Regions from separate parts of the Mus musculus genome. Here region 2 is linked to region 1. A link is a contact called in public promoter capture Hi-C data. All regions are on one chromosome and are shown on one strand. Each heading gives the region's core, a stretch centred on a gene start, on an enhancer-like site or on the middle of the called end of the contact. The rest is flanking DNA. Distances are from core to core; before and after follow the strand shown.

Region 1 (3,095 bases), core at 463-2,962:
CTTAGTTTGATCCTCCTTTCTTCGGGTGCCCTCTATGGTCCTTTTTTGGTCCTTGAGTCAAGGCACGAGTCCACATGGTCCAAGTATTCAAGTCACTAAATCCTTAAAAGGTGAGTGTCTTGTCAAGTCAAAGGATAGTAATTACCTACAAGAATTTACCCTTTTTTAAATGATATAAATCTATTTAGAGAGGGCCACAGGAATGAAAGGAAAGACAGCTGTTGTGCTTTCAAACTACAATTGCCACAGGAAGTCACTCCATTTCTCAGATCCCTGCCCTACCTAATCCTTATCAGTTGTAGGGCAGTAAGATTAAAAGAGTGCTCTAGCCAAACCAAGTGCAGCATGAATAGTAATCAGAAGTTCACAACTTAACTAGTTTGCTAGGTCAAAACTTCAAGATTTATAATCTGTTTGAGCCACACTCCAGTAACTAGGTTTTACAGAACATTTTTATCTTCACTTAAGATATGTTTTGCATTTCTGGATATAGCTTTATTATAATGTAGTGGAAACCTTAAGAGAAAACCGAATAAAAAATAAATTAAAGGCTCGTCTAATAGCATTTATAGTCAAATTTCTTATGCAACTGACTGCAGAATAGTGTTTGTTTCTTAAAGACAGAGAGTCACTAGGTTGCCCTGGTGTATGCCAGGTCCATCAAACTGGCCTCAAATTCAAGACTCTCTCGGGTGTGGACCCTGCCCCACATACAAACTAAAGTCATTGAATTCACTGAGCCTCAAAATTATCTCTTTAGTTTTTGGAGTTGTTTGTACGTGTGGGTTTTGTTTGGGGTGGTTTTGCTTGGGTTTGTTGGTTGTTTTGTTTTGATATAGTGTCTATGTTGCTCTAGCTGTCCCGGATCTCACTAGGTAAACCAGGATGGTCAGAGATTCCCCCACAACCTACCCCCACCCCACCCCCGCTTCCAGAGCGTGGAAATTAAAGGTGTGTACCACAACGCCCGACTAAAACGATCATTTTTATGTTCTAATGCCATTAGTTTCAAGAAGTAAATGAACTGCCGCTTACAGAGTCTGAAATATAATGCCTGCTAATATATCTGCTGACTACTATTTGGTGATGGAGATCTTCGTGATACCTGAGATTTTGGTTTCCCAGTAGAGACGTAAAGTGAGGAGTCACTGTGACCGCTAGGGAACCTCAAACTCAAAAAAGGACTGCTTAGCTCAAAACTAGCTAACGGCACAATAATGCCGAGAGCCAGGAATCTACACTTTAGCCCAGGGACAGGCCACCACCATCCGGGAACTAGTAACGCCTGCTTGTTGTTCCGAGGCTGGGCGGCGGGAATCCAGAGCACTTGAGGAAGCCTGATGTTAAATATCCCTCAGGCTCGTCCACCGCCACACTCGACAGCCTCTCCTAACGTCAGGAACCTCACGCCGCCTCATAGGCTTGGGTCCTGGCCTCCATCCTATCGGAGACAAACCCGCGCTTTCTACTTCCAGGACGCAGCCATATTGCTGTACGGAACTTGATTCCAGGAGGGCTCGGGCCGCTCCGCCCGGACAGCCCTACTCGTCCTAGATGCCAGCTTCCCGGACAGGGCGGGACTCCCTTCGGGTCACCGACGCTAACGACGACCTGGGAAGAGCCCAGAGCTCGCTTGGCCCCCGATGCGGACACTTCCGGCGACGAGGGCGGGCGCTGAGCGAGCGCGCATGCGTACTCGCCGTCGCAGTCCTGACGTCAGCGCGGGCGGAAACTTTAAAATTCAAACCGCCTTGGGTTGACGGAAGCGGACGCTCTGGTTTGGGCGGCTGTTTTCGTGTGCAGTCGTGCGGTTTACGGAAAGCTGGGCGCCGGGTCTCGTTGAGAAGCTGAGCGAAAGGTAACTGCTGAGATGGGATCAGCTCTGTGTTAAAATGGTCCGCGGCGCTGGAGCTGACTGTTGCGAGGGAGCTGGGGTGGGATCTGCCCGGCTCTGCAACGTTTGTAGCGGGAGAAGGCGATGCTAACAGGTGGGGACTGACAGGGGGAAAGCTGATTGGTGTGTTGTGTACCCGTGCTGATGCTGCAACTTAAAAGCCTGGTATGGACATGACTGGAAACCAGTGAAATCATGAGAGTAAAACTAGGTTGAACGCAAGCCACCAAAACAAGGAGGGGTGTGGCTCAGTGCTCAGCGCTCAGCCCAGCTTGCTAAAGGGTCTGACTCTCCACCCCTAGCTCAAGACAAAACAACAACAATAAAAATGCGATCTGTCTAACCCTCTGTGGAAGCTAGGGCCGAGTGCATAGTGTCTGATGCTGCAGAGATGAAGACAGACTCCAACGTAGACATTATTTTGATACTTGTTTTAAAAGCGGGAGCAGCCTGTGTTGTAAACCGGATTGTTTATCTTTGTTGAAAGGTGTTGCAGTAAATCTCCAACCCAAATAAGCCCAGGCAATGAAAACACAACTTAATTAATATGAATACATGCTGTGCGCCTACATTGGGCAGATCTATCACTACACTACCATCTTCCCCATATAAGAGACCCCTTAGAACTTCTCCAGGCCAGGTGCTTCTGCTCTACTTTCCTTCTCCTCAGTCGTCCCCTCTCCTTTTCTCCCAAAACTTTCAGCTCCATCTTCCCCTCTTTTTTCTGCCTCGTTTTTTTCTACTTGAAGTTGCGTAGGTGTTCTTTGTAAGAACTTCGGTTTACATGGACAAATAAATATAGCATACAAGGAAACGATTGTTGTACAGAAACAAACTTAGTTGCTTTCCTACTAGAGGATAAAGATAATAATTGTTGCTCGTTGAATTGCTTGAGTCTGGAACATTTTCCTAACGCTGAAATCCTGAATTAGGTTTCGAGAATGAAGCGCAGTTCAGTTTCCACCTGTGGTGCTGGCCGCCTCTCTATGCAGGAGTTAAGGACCCTGGACCTCAATAAGCCAGGCCTTTATACCCCTCAAACGTAAGTGCCTCCCCTGTGCTTCTCAGCTGCTTACTTTACTGTCTAGAGAAAAAAAAAAAGTGCCAGAAATGGTTAGTACAAAAGTGTAAGTGATGTCTTGGTGACTCCTGTCTCCTCCCAGTAGTACTGGATTAGGGGGAGGGGGGCAATGAAATATAA
Region 2 (3,110 bases), core at 442-2,941, 3.0 Mb before region 1:
TAATCTTATGACATTACTCACACAGTAAACTTATTCGTGTATGTCTGTGTAAAATAACACAAGGTGAATTGGTAGAACACATAATTACTTCCATTTGGCTAAGTGCACTTCGATACAATTTATCTCTGTGCATGAGTTTAAAACCCACTAATACATCAAATTCTAAATTTTAACCTTTAACGCCAAAATTAAGACACCATTCATCCACAAATGAAATGTCATCTCAGCAAATAACTTAGCTAGGGCTATCCCAAAACACTCCAGTATGTCCACTGAACGAGCTTTGACCTGGTACATCCTGAAAGTCCAATATGTGAACCAACGTCTCCACCACCCAAGTGCTCTCCTTCCAAGGTGGAGGAGACCCAGACATACTTACAACTACCAATCTCTAGCTCTCTATGCTAAAACAAGTTGAAAGGGCTTGAAGTTCCACCTAATTACAAGGGGCCTAGGCTTCTTGACACTGGAAGGAGGGAGCACTCAGAGCTAGAGGACCGATACTAACCTTTTTTTTTTCTTTTTTTTTTTTTTTTTTTTTTTTGCACTCTGCGAGTCCCATAGTCCAGCAAGCACAGTTCAGGCAGCTGGCCTTCCCTCTCCTACTGACCTCCCCATCCCAGTGCCCACTCCAGCCCGCCCCCTGTGCGAAAGCGCAACCCTCGGAGGTCCCCGCACCTACAGGACCAGACGACAACCGGCGGGCCGCTACTCGCCGGGAAAAGAGGGCAAGACAGCCGGCTTGGACGCTTCCCGCCCCTTGCCTCCGGCCACCCATCTCTCCCGCCACCGCCAAGACTGCCAGCCCTTCCCTCTGGTCCAGCCCGGAGCTAGCCCAAAATCTCGTCCAAGAGGCCAGCGAGGGCCCGGTCCTCACCAGCACCGACCTCCAAGGCCTCCACATCTCTCCCACAGGACCAGGCCGGTTCAGATGCAAAAGGCCCGAAAAGCAACTCGCAGCGCACCCCGCCAAACCGAGTTCCCGTCCCCAAAAGCTGCTGCTTTCCGAGTCCGAAGGTCCTCGGCCGTAGCTTCCGGGCCTCTCCGACCCTCCCGCTCCACGCTGTCCCTCCGAGGCCGATCCCGATCCCGGAGGCTGGGAGGCTTCCTCCACCAGCATCCCCACAACCCGTCTCCGCCCGCGGCCGGCCCAGCCCAGCCCCCGCCCGGCGTGCCGCGCTCACCGCTGAGCGCCGAGGCCTGAAGGGTGGCCCCGGACGTGCCGTCGATGACTTTGATGGTCCCGCGGCTGGTGACGGCCAGGATGGCGTTAAGCGCCGGGTGGTAGGAGAGGCTGTGCAGCCCGTCGGCGTCGCAGCGCATGCAGCCATCCCGCAGCACCAGCCACTCGGAGACCCCGGCCGCCCCCGCCCCTGCCGCCGCCGCCGCGGAGGAGCAGCTCGGGCCCGAGGCCTCCGCAGCCGCAGCCGCCATCTTCCGGCCTGCGCTCAGCACAATCACACTGGGAAGCCGCTCAGTGACAGTCCCGGGAGGTGCAGCACCACAGCCAGTCACCATCCGGGGCCAGGGGGCAAAGCGGAGCGCGTTAGCCGGAAGTGAAGTCAAGCGCCTGCACGCACAGGGAACGTCGCCCGCCAGGCCGGCCAGGCCAAGCGAGCTCGCAGGCTGGCGGGGGAGGGGAGAGAGGGCCGCACCAAAGGAGGGGCCGGAGCCCAGGGGGTGGAGCATGCGCGGGAGTGCCGATCTAGCCAGAGCAGAGGGAAGCTAATAAGGAACTTCCGAAGGCACAGAAAAGGCGGGGCAGGGGCGGGACCTGGCCTAGTAAGCATGCGCAGAAGAGCTCCCAGGGCCCGGTAGGCGGGCCTCAGAAGAAGAAGGGGGCGGGGCTGAAACTTTTTTTTTTCAAGCGCGGAGCATGCGTGGTAGGACTAGGCGCGTGCCACGCGCTGCTGCTCCAGCCAGCCCTGCGTCCTCAACGTCCCAGTTTCTTCCTTCGAGCCCCGGGAGTGGTATCGGCGGGAGTTCCGCCCTGCGCGTGGCAGGGAGGGTGGTGCTGGGCCCTGTGCATTTCCGCTAGGCAAACCCGAGCCCGCGCGACTTGTCTGGTACGCCCAGAGGCCCCTTCGTGGCCAGGGCGGCTGATTCCCAGCGGTTCCCAGCACGGGGCAGAGGAGGAGGGCGTTGCGGGGTGGAGGCGAGATCCGGAAGTAGGCCTCTATCATTGCACACTCTGACAAGCCTCTTCATTGGAACTGAACCTGATTTTTTTTTTACGACGCCTGCCCTAGTTTCAGATTTTTTTTACACTTGATCTTAGAAGACTGAGAAGCGATAGTTCCAAATCTTTTAATAAACAGACATGCTCATTAATGAGGTGCTGGACACATTACAGGTCAGCCTAGTGTAGCTCATTGCAAAGGATTTACATGATTTTTGGTGGGGTGTTGTGGATTGCCCTGGGGCTAATTATATTTGATGTCAATTCTGTTCTCCTGTGAGGAGTTGTGAACAAGGAATGAGTCAGCACTTAGGTGATTTCTTGTAAACCTTCCCACCTTAATTTGTAAAATAAAGGAAAGCTGATGATTGGGCAGAGAAAGGGAAAGTGGAGTGGAAAGAAAGGAAGGAGGTTTGAGACAGAGAAGGCAGAGGAGGAGGAAGAAGAAAAGCAGAACAGAAGAACATGGCCTGGAGAAAACGCAAGTTCTAAGTGGTCTCATAGATGTGGAAGATGGTAGTGTAGTGGTTGTAGATCTGCCCAATCTAGGCGCACAGCATGTATTCATACTAATTGTGTCGTGTTTTCATTGCCAGAGCATAATTGGGTTGGAGAGATTTGCTGTAACAGTGGAGTATCCTCCTTCGTTAGATTTGAAAGAACATCTTTCTTAAACTTTATGTTGAAACAGTTACTTGTCAGTCAGTCACTTGTAGTTACAGTGTAGCGGTGCCTGGGTGTGGTCTCGCATACCTAGAATCCCAGTCTGAAACAGTAATGCTAAGAATTCTGGGCAAGCCTGCGCTATTTAACAAGATCCTTTCCAAAAAAAAAAAACTTGAGGCAATAAAAAATTGTTTGGTGCCTGGTGATGGTGGCCCACGCCTTTCATCCCAGCACTTGGAGGCTGTTGCTACCAGAAGCTAGAGGT

The links. Capture Hi-C pulls out chosen DNA fragments and counts their contacts.
Region 2: a promoter capture Hi-C map of liver shows a contact between it and region 1, with 9 times the contacts expected there. The contact joins the promoter of Birc6 here to the promoter of Ndc80 in region 1. A contact is called at or near these places in 3 of 39 promoter capture datasets (cranial neural crest, liver and pre-B cells), 1 of 484 Hi-C or Micro-C datasets (CD4 T cells), 1 of 115 datasets of contacts at active chromatin or transcription factors (Th17 cells) and 1 of 9 other capture datasets (liver).

What each region holds. Positions count from the first base shown.
Region 1 is chr17:71,525,474-71,528,568 of GRCm38.p6, reverse strand. Ndc80 (NDC80 kinetochore complex component) reads left to right here and starts at 1,712. Exons shown (of 17, transcript NM_023294.2): 1 at 1,712-1,858; 2 at 2,827-2,936. The coding sequence starts at 2,836. It also overlaps a transcript of Spdya not described here.
Region 2 is chr17:74,526,876-74,529,985 of GRCm38.p6, reverse strand. Birc6 (baculoviral IAP repeat-containing 6) reads right to left here and starts at 1,691. Exons shown (of 73, transcript NM_007566.3): 1 at 1,185-1,691. The coding sequence starts at 1,518. Gm31645 (a long non-coding RNA gene) reads left to right here and starts at 1,786. Exons shown (of 3, transcript XR_385765.4): 1 at 1,786-2,353.